Linked DNA regions of Rattus norvegicus: region 2 is linked to region 1. Evidence: chromatin contacts called from public Hi-C data. All regions are on one chromosome and are shown on one strand. Each heading gives the region's core, a stretch centred on a gene start, on an enhancer-like site or on the middle of the called end of the contact. The rest is flanking DNA. Distances are from core to core; before and after follow the strand shown. Region 1 has its middle 150 kb from the start of Zfp608. Region 2 overlaps LOC120098211 (a long non-coding RNA gene).

Region 1 (4,543 bases), core at 1,093-3,592:
CAGGGACGGCTTTGTGTCCCGGTGATGGGGCCCGTGATGGATGAGCAGAACTCAGCCAAAGTTCCAGTTCTCAGAAGTGAGGCTAATATATCACTGCCCCTTTGATTCCAGCTTTAGGATCGAAAGGTTTTGGAGAGGCATTTAAGATTCCAGTCACGTTTGTAAAGTGAGGTCAAATGTACAAAGCTTTGCCACTGTGTACAGCTGCCTCAAACTAGTGTATCCTGAGCCATTCTATTACATCATGGCTCCTTTAAAAAAATGAATATTCTACAAAAGAGATGTACAATATCACTCTCCATTTGAGGAAATACATTCAGAAAAGACAGTCTCTTGCTCTCATGAGTAAAGGAGAAACTAATTCAGCATCTTCCAACAGAGTGCTAAAAGAATGCTCAGCAAGACTGTGTTTAGAGAGCTCCATTGATTAGCGGGGCAGGCAAATGTGGAGAATCTTCTACATTAGGAAGAAGCTATTTTGGGAATGTGAACCAATCAATCAGTATATTTAGCCCCTCCCGCCCTGCCACCACCACACACACTCAGAGTTTTCATACATAAAAAAATACTTTGGGGTGAGGGCTACCGGGACCCTTCTTTTGTTTCAGCCAACTATGGTTGGCTTTGTGTTCAAGTAAGGGGACAGCTGCCCAAACGACAGAATGTAGCCTGGTTTGACATGGCAGAAAGGGGGGAAAGATGCGTGTAGATGGTGAAGACTGGTCTTATGGAATGGGAATTGATCCGCCTCAGAGAAAGCCAGAGGATCATCCCTTCTGTTTCCTGGCCAACCGTGGACTAGCTCTTCAGAGCGCCTTGGGTCCTTAGAATAGTAATTGTTCAGATTTTTGGTTACCACAGGAGATTATTCCTTAAAGCCTGATGCATTGTTTTCGCCTTAAATGACGACTTCTAAGAAGTTGGTATGAGCAACTTTTTTTTTTTTCCTTCAAAGCAAAGCTAATGCTTGGACCTCAGCGGGAAAGTGACTTTAATTAATTCGAGAAGACCTTTCCATTGAGAAGCAAAGCACCGCCCTAGGCGCCTTAGTCCCTTTCCCCTCTGCTCTTCAGGAGGTGTAAAAGTTGCCTACATTCTCGACAGTGAGTGTGGTTTTTAAGCAAAGAAGAACAAAACAAACAAGGGAGCAGAGAGAGAGAGAGAGAGAGAGAGAGAGAGAGAGAGAGAGAGAGAGAGAGAGTCGTGTTTGCAGTCTATTAACCTTTGTAGTATAACAATATCTAAGCCAGAATAGGGAATCTTCCATCACAATAAAATGTGACTAAAGACCTCATCAATACTCATTTAGCAAATGCTTCGCAGTACACCATCATTTTCAAATACTTAGGACTTTCATTATTTCTTATTTCAGTGACCATGTTACCAAAAAAAAATTAAGAGCAATGGGATTAGGTTTGCCATTTGTCATTTGTTGGGACTAGAAGTCTGCTCGGACACGTGTGCACTCATACCCAGCGCTTAATGTTTTCAGTAATTATATAGATCATGCAGGGTCTGTTGATTGGTGGGAGAAAAAAAATCTTTATTAACTGCTCAGAAATAGTTAATTCTTCATTAGTCCGAGCCCTACATTAGAGGCTGCTGCCGTGAACCACGGATTAGAGTTTATGATAGTAATAACCTTTCTGAAAAAACATTCGTTACTATACTTAATGACCAGATTTTAGTGCATTAACCTTCCCGGGGAGGTCAACTAACAAAATGGATGTTAACTGCTTGTAACAACCAATTCCTCTGAAATTAATATTTAGATGCCTTTGGTGTCAAAAAACCTTCCTTCCATATCAGGGCATTAAAAAACACTTCTGAATTATTAATAGCAAGCAGAATGCAATGCCTGAAAGATTTCCATTCCAGGGCTCTTTTACCTCAGCCTCTTCCTATTGAGAGAGCTTTGCTGCAGGAAGAAGGGAGGCATTCAGGGAAATGAGGTCTCAAAAATGCATGTGGGTCAACAGTGCGGGGCAGTTTGGAAAAGGTCACGCTTTAAGTTCAACAGAAATAAACATAATACGAGTGTGAAAGGCAGCAGAGAGCACTCTGGGAGCCTGGCAGAGACAAACTCCCCGCTAGGCCCCAGGCTTCACAGCGACAGCCCTATCACCACCTGTCAGGAGCTCCTTAACGACATTTTTGCATCTCCCCTTCTGCAACTGACCTCCTGACTGGGCTCCCCGCCCCTCCCCCTCCTTCAATTGGAAACAAACCACATTTGTGTCAAAACAACTTCTGAACTATTTCCTTCCCAAGCAACCCCAGAATATAAAACATGTTCTGAATAGCTGCCCCAGTCCCTGGAGGAATTTTATGATTTCGTTACTGCCGCACAGCATGTTCGGCTGCTTGGCCGAGGTAGCCTTGAGTCCCTGCCAAACAATGAAGCAACACTATTATTAGCCTTCCCATTCAACAGCGACAAAACAGCCCATGTTTCTATTTTCAGACGGCTTTCTTCTGGTGCAATAGATATGCAGAAACCCGAACCTCAGGCCAGGACTCGACCGGCAGGACTAGGCAGTTATCTATTGCCAAAACACGGTGGCCCGAAGGGGAAAATGTTTTAATGGAAGTATTTTTAGGCAGAGGTCAAATGCAGATAAGCTGTCACAGCTCTGCCTGCCAAAAACCTTGGCTGGTTTATCCTAATTCTGTTGAGGTTGGGTTAAGCACCCCTGACGTGTCTACCACGAGAAATCTGCAACGTTTGATGATTTTATTAGACCTCAATGCCGTTATATGTGGGACTCGATCATTGAACCAGCCCCAACTTGGTTGGAGAGCAGGACCTGTAAAAAAATCATGCAATGGGGGTCTAGAGAGAGGCTCAGGAGTTCAGAGCACTGGATGCTCTTCCCGAAGAGTTCCGATCCCAGCTCCCATGTCCAGGACCCCGTAACTTCAGCTTCGAGGAATCTTACTCGTCCTGGGCCTCTGCACCTGCGTGCTCATGTACCCTGCCTCCTTGCACTTAATAGAATCTTACAAAAAATGCATTCATAAAAAGGCTTTAGCCTTCTGATATTCTCAGAGACAAGCCACCAGTTATGAATCCAGAAAGGCCGGAAGATAAATAAATATTCTACGTTGGTGTTTTTCTAGTGGCTACTTACGAAATACTAAAAATCCCGTGTAGACAGAGATCATTACAATATTGGGTCTGCTTTCATTAGTAAATAAGATTTTCCAGTTGATCATTTATCGGAGGCAAATTCTGTGTAAAAGTGATTTTACTTTAGCTAGGTTTTTTTTATTGCTATGGGAACAGTTATGGCTGCACCACCATGCGTCCATTATTATTCTTAGAGTAGCTGGGTTTTCTCTTGTGTGCAGTGTTGGAAGAAATGAAGATTTACAAATGAGAAACAGAGACTCCTTTCACAGTGTGGGAGATTTCACATATTTAACTTCAGAATCTCATTTAATGATCCATCTCTCTTTTTTAAGGATAATGTTTCTAAGACAAAGTGTTACTGTTTTAAACTCCGCTTTGGAGAACTTTCCATACTTCTTCCTGAATCAGTCTACAGAACACATAGATTTCCAGTATTCTTGTGAACCATTTTGAAATCTGCTATATGGATATTTTTAAGCAATATTCTTCTCTCTGGACTTTTTTTTTTTTTCAATTACACTGCAACAAACATGCCTTATATAACGCTAGCCAAACTGTGTAGGAAAAATTGTGAGACAAGATTTATAAAGAAGATTAATTGTTTTTCCAAAAGGTGTCTGCAATTTGCAACTCCCCTTGAAGGTGTATTTGAATGTTCAGTTCTCATTTTCTTAATGACAGACACAGATGTTTTGTTTTAACCACTGAATATCTACAAATAAATGTTGTATTAGTTGCCTATTTTTGATTAATAATGAACTATTATTTCCCTTGTTTATTGAGCACTTAGCATCACTCATGAATAAGTGGATTTAGTCACTTATTTTAGAATAAAGTGTTTAATTTCTGCATATATATATGTATATATATTTAAATAGCCAGGTCTGGTAGTGTATTCCTGTAATCTCAGCTCCCATGGGGCTGGCTGACACGGGAAGAAGATTTTGACCTCAAAGCTGACCTGGCTCACAGCATAAAACCTTATCTCAAAAAACTGAAAATCACAAAAGAGGACCAACAGGAACAATTCATAAATTGAAAGGGGCGGGGGGGGGGGGAGGCAACACTGCTTTTGTTTTTCAGATATCTTTCCCTAGGGAAACAAAAAAAAAATGACTTTGACCAAGAGTGCTGAGAGAAAGATCTCTCCCCAAATATAAAACTGAAATATGATTTGTTGATATTCCCTCTCCCTCCATCCCTATTCTTTACAGAAATATCAGTGATAGGCTGCTTGGAGCAGCGTTAAGAAATAAAATACAGTTATTGCCTTGTCTGCTTTATCTCCAAAGTGATAGGAGTTCTGGAAGCTATTTAACTGTCCTGTGAATCATTAACTTTATAATGTTTTGAGAAGAATATGTTATTTCCTCCGCTTCTTGTGAATATGGATCCTCTGTTGGCCGAGAG
Region 2 (4,543 bases), core at 1,310-3,809, 120 kb after region 1:
AAGGCGAGGCTTCCAGGGGTATGGGTTTAACTCCAATACTGAAAGGCACTTTCTTAACAGTGTAATGGTGTTTTGGAGAGAAGGGGTAGGGAGCAAAAGACATAGAGACGGAGGGAAGAGAGAGAATGTTTCCTAAATGTAATATACCATGGAATTACTCTACTTAGGATGACATCTATCTATATCTGTCTATCTACCTATCTGTCATCTATCATCTGCCTTTCTTTCTTCTTTCTTTCTTTCTTTCTTTCTTTCTTTCTTTCTTTCTTTCTTTCTTTCTTTCTTTTTCTCTTTCTTTCTTTCTTTCTATTTATCTATCATCTACCATCTATTCATCATCTATCAAGAAATCCAAATTGGTTCTTAGAAATATGAAGGGATGCTTTACTAGCAGAATGAAAAAATATTGACTCTTGGTAAATTTCCAGAAAGCCAACAGGCTTATATTTGACAGCATTTTCAATCCCCGTTTTGACATTCCTTTAGCTTGCTCTATTGTTGTTAGCTCTATTCCTTGAGTTAATATTTATTGAATATGCTGTAGGCTCTGTGTTTCAGTGTCAGACATGCCATGCTTTTGATGCAGGGAAGGGGGGCTGTGGGGACTCATCAGTCACACAGACAAATCACAGTGGCCCCGTGTTTCACATACCCTGGTGCTTGATGTAAGATACTGTGGGAGCATGTGGGCAGTTTCATTCTCATTAACCACATTGCTCATAAGTCATTTGGGGTTCTTAGGACTCGAGGCAGTTTCTCTTACCTTTCTTCCCTCTGTGCAGCCTAAAATAGTGCCAGGGACAGTGAGTACCAACATGTCTCTGTGTGTTGAATGATGGTGAATCTAACCTGCATCTCACATGTGCACATCAGATGATCTCTCCTTGAGCCTGAAGACTTTCTGTAGCAGTGTTCTAGAAAGTACACATTCTTGACTTTGTGATCTGGTGCATGTCCAGGTAACTCTCTCATATTACTTTCTTCCTTCGGTTAATGAAGAGCCCTTGGATGGAAACTCAGTGAATTTTATTGCAGTTTGTGAAGTACCAAGTCTTGGAAGAACAAAATACTGTGTGACCACTTGCCAGAATTTCCTGTGTGATAACCAAACCAGACACCGCCAAACAAGGCCTCTGGCACATGGATTCCTCTGGCAGTATGGGGGTGTACATAGCTTTTGTAAGCAAGGGGACTTCCAGATTGGGAAGAGAATAAAAATTATCTAATCTCATCAGGAAAAATTACTCCCAGCTAAGAGGGTCTTTTCTCCAGCTGTGGTCACATAGGAAGTTCACAAATAGTCTGCTTATTGGCTTCTCTGACTCCTGGTATCTATCTGGGCAATTGGAGTGGGGGTGGGGGTAGAGCTGTTCAGCCCTTGACAGTGTCACAGTTTAAAGTTAGATCAGACCATGTCCCTCTCCTGGTCTAAGAGCCTGAGTGACTTTTGTTCCCAGTATGCAAAGCAATTTGTTATGCCAAATCTTAGAAGCAGGGCAGTGAATTTTACTCTAGATGAAAGGGATTGTCTTAAGTGAGTAGCAAGTAGAAGCAACCTGATCCCCACCTTGCATTAAATAAAGCTTTCTCTTTTGACAAAAACCCAAGGAGTTCTGAATTTGTTTTCATGATTTGCTCCACAAAACAAGTTATTGATATGGTCTAATTTCTGGGAAAAACAAAATTTCCAGGATCCTTTTGTCTCATCCTTTTTAGCCTCCTGATTTATCTCTGGTTACTTTACTTTTTTTCTTCTCTCTCTCTCTCTCCCCTCTCCCTCCCCTCCCCTCCCCTCCCCTCCCCTCCCCCTCTCCCATCCTCTCCCTCCCTCCCATCCTCTCCCTCCCTCCCCTTCTCTCCCTCCCTCTTCTTGAGACAGTCTTTTTCTGTAGTCAGGCTATCTTGGAGCTAACTCTGTAGACCTGGGTAGCCTTGAACTCCGAGATCCATCTGCTTTTGTCTCCAGAGTATTGGGATTAAATGCATGCACATCACTGCCAGTCAATTCACATGACAATACTTGTCATTTCTTTTGGCCATCTATAGCATGTTGCCAGGAAATATTGTAATGCAGTTTCATAGTAAGCTTGCAAGAAAAGATAAGGGTATGACAAAACCAGTACTCAACACAGGAGGAAAAAAATAGAGATGTCAGTTCCATGTGAGCTCTGCGAATGTCACCTCTAGAGCCAAGAAAAACTCCAGTCTAACTTTTATCTCAGATTTCATCGTCTTTTCCTCAGCATCCTTCACTGTGTTTACTGGTTGAGCTCTATCCAAACATGTGATGCTCACAGTTGGCATGTTAGGGATACTCGAGTATACGTACCTAAGGTAATGAAATAATCACTCAGAAGGACTGACCCAAATAGGCACGGCCCTCCGCTGTCTGAGCAGCAGGTGAGAATGTGGGCGTCAAGCCTAGAATGTGTCTCCTCTCAGGCAGATGGACAGGAATCTCTCTGGAGACTGGCCAGGAGGCCAGAAGGTTTCCCACAGGGGCAAGGGACTGCCAGGAGAAAGCCACAGTGATTCTATTTTAGGCTTAAAGTGCATTATAGCCACAGCAGGGGTGTGGAGCCCTGTACTTGGTGCTGACACCTAATCCCACACATGAGCTTCTAATGCAGACAGATGATGTCTTGCTGTGAAGGGTGACTCCAAAGCTTCCTAGTTTCAGCTTTCGGTCAAGCCTCACTATAAACTAGTCAGCAGAGCCTGTGGGATGACAGATGCCTGCGGATCTTTGCTGATGACAGTGGATGGATAATTAATTTGGGCATAAGTCATGCTTGAATTATTCTGCCAGGACATGCTAAGATTTTTCCCCTGACTGATTGTGGTAGAGAGACTGTTAATTTTCTTACCAATGTGCTTCCCCAGTCATAGAACCCTGACTTTGCAGAGGAGGGCCAGGGGACAACTACAACACCAGTTCCTATACTGTTGCCCCATGTTAGGAGTGGCTTTGTAGGTACATGATGGTTGGAAAGGGTTAGTAGAAATAAAGAGTTATGTTCAGGACTTTTATTTTAAAAAGAGAATTGACTTGGCCTCCTTTTCTGCTGTATGGGATTTAGACGTGATGTCTGGATTTTAGAAGCCAACTTGTGACCTTGGCAGAAGAGTGATATCCTGGAATTGGGGTGGAGATGACAGGAAGGAGCTGACGTCATCAAAAATCACAGTGGAGCTTGCTGACAACGCTGGGCAATTGACCGCTACACTTACTTTAATTGTAGGAGAAATACTGTTATCTTACGTAAGGCCCTAGTGTCTGGGTGCTTTGCTATAATGCAGTTGAAACCTCACCTTCAGTGTTAAGTGGATAAGTACCTGGGGAGGAGAGACTTGACCTACAAATGGGTGAAAATGCAGTTCAAAAATGCTTTTAAATGTACAAAAGAATAAGTAATTTCATGGAGTCTAATAAAATAGTTATTGGGCGATATTTTCCTCTGTGGTTCCCTTAATCCATCTGTTCTACCTGTTGGCCTCGCTACCTAAGTAAGTATCACTATCTACAAAGAGACCAAGGCCAGAGAAATAAAGAGTCATGTTCTTGTCTTCTGAAAGTATGTATGTAACTTATGCAAGCATAGAGATGGCTACTTTTTTATAGAGCATAAAATTTATTACTGTTTTTATTGTCAAAATTTATGCTTTCATAATCTTGGTCTTTCCTTCTTGCCTTTGTACAGTGTCCAAAGATACTTGCGGGCTTCTTTCACAACCTTAAAGCAGACTCCGGGCAATCACCTATAGCATGACCTTTGTGAACAAATCCAGCAGTCAGAACTTCATGAGTCTCCATAGTCAAATTCAAGCAACCATCACTGGGCATAAACACTGTGACTATTGTGTCTTTGTTGACGAATGATCTTGATGTCTTGTCTGACACACTTCCCAACAGCTTGGATGTTTTTCTTCAACCTCTGTTTTTCCCAGAACAATTCCCATTTCAGGAGGAAGAGGGCTTCTCTTCTTCTATTTTGACAAATCAGTTATAGTGTCATAAAGATTCCATTTTGATTATAAAGAAGTACATGGCTTGGAAACTTCTGGACCTCTTTCTATTCTTTTACTGGCATTGTTTGCATTTCCCCACTTATACCTTGTGTGTATGTTTGTGTCAGGAGGATACCAGGTCATCTACAGTGTATGGAGGAAGTCATTGGATTTATTTGTGTTATTTTAAAGATTATCATGTGTGAATTATCTTGCATTTCTTTAAGCTCTCCTGCATACACACCTTGTTTTCCTATACATAAATATTACACATAAAATTTAATTAATAAATTAGGTATATTAGGAGATTAAAAATTATAACAATATATTATAAAATTGGCAGCACCAGTATCTTTGCACTTTTGATTCGGTCTGTACACTACAATATCCCTCTGATAACCAAGACAGTTATCGCGGGCCAGATGGTGGGAAGATTATATGACTTCCATGATAGACTATGGAACATTCACTCTCTGGTTGTGAAAGCGTTGAATAGGACAAGATTTTTCTTATGCTACTCAGAATAAGATTCTGT

The links. Hi-C and Micro-C count contacts between places; a contact is called where the count stands out from the background.
Region 2: a Hi-C map of the A7r5 cell line shows a contact between it and region 1, with 2.5 times the contacts expected there. The contact joins two enhancer-like sites.

The regions. Positions count from the first base shown.
Region 1 is chr18:50,754,744-50,759,286 of GRCr8, forward strand. No RefSeq gene overlaps it. Among named protein-coding and RNA genes, the nearest start is that of Zfp608, 150 kb to the left of the region's middle. Within about 2 kb of position 2,343, at least 60 of the 93 cell types and tissues checked have an H3K27ac peak or open chromatin away from gene starts, as enhancers often do. A contact at or near this core is called in the A7r5 cell line, where this site is marked.
Region 2 is chr18:50,877,407-50,881,949 of GRCr8, forward strand. The region is part of intron 1 of LOC120098211 (a long non-coding RNA gene); the gene reads right to left. Among named protein-coding and RNA genes, the nearest start is that of Zfp608, 270 kb to the left of the region's middle. Within about 2 kb of position 2,560, at least 11 of the 93 cell types and tissues checked have an H3K27ac peak or open chromatin away from gene starts, as enhancers often do. A contact at or near this core is called in the A7r5 cell line, where this site is marked.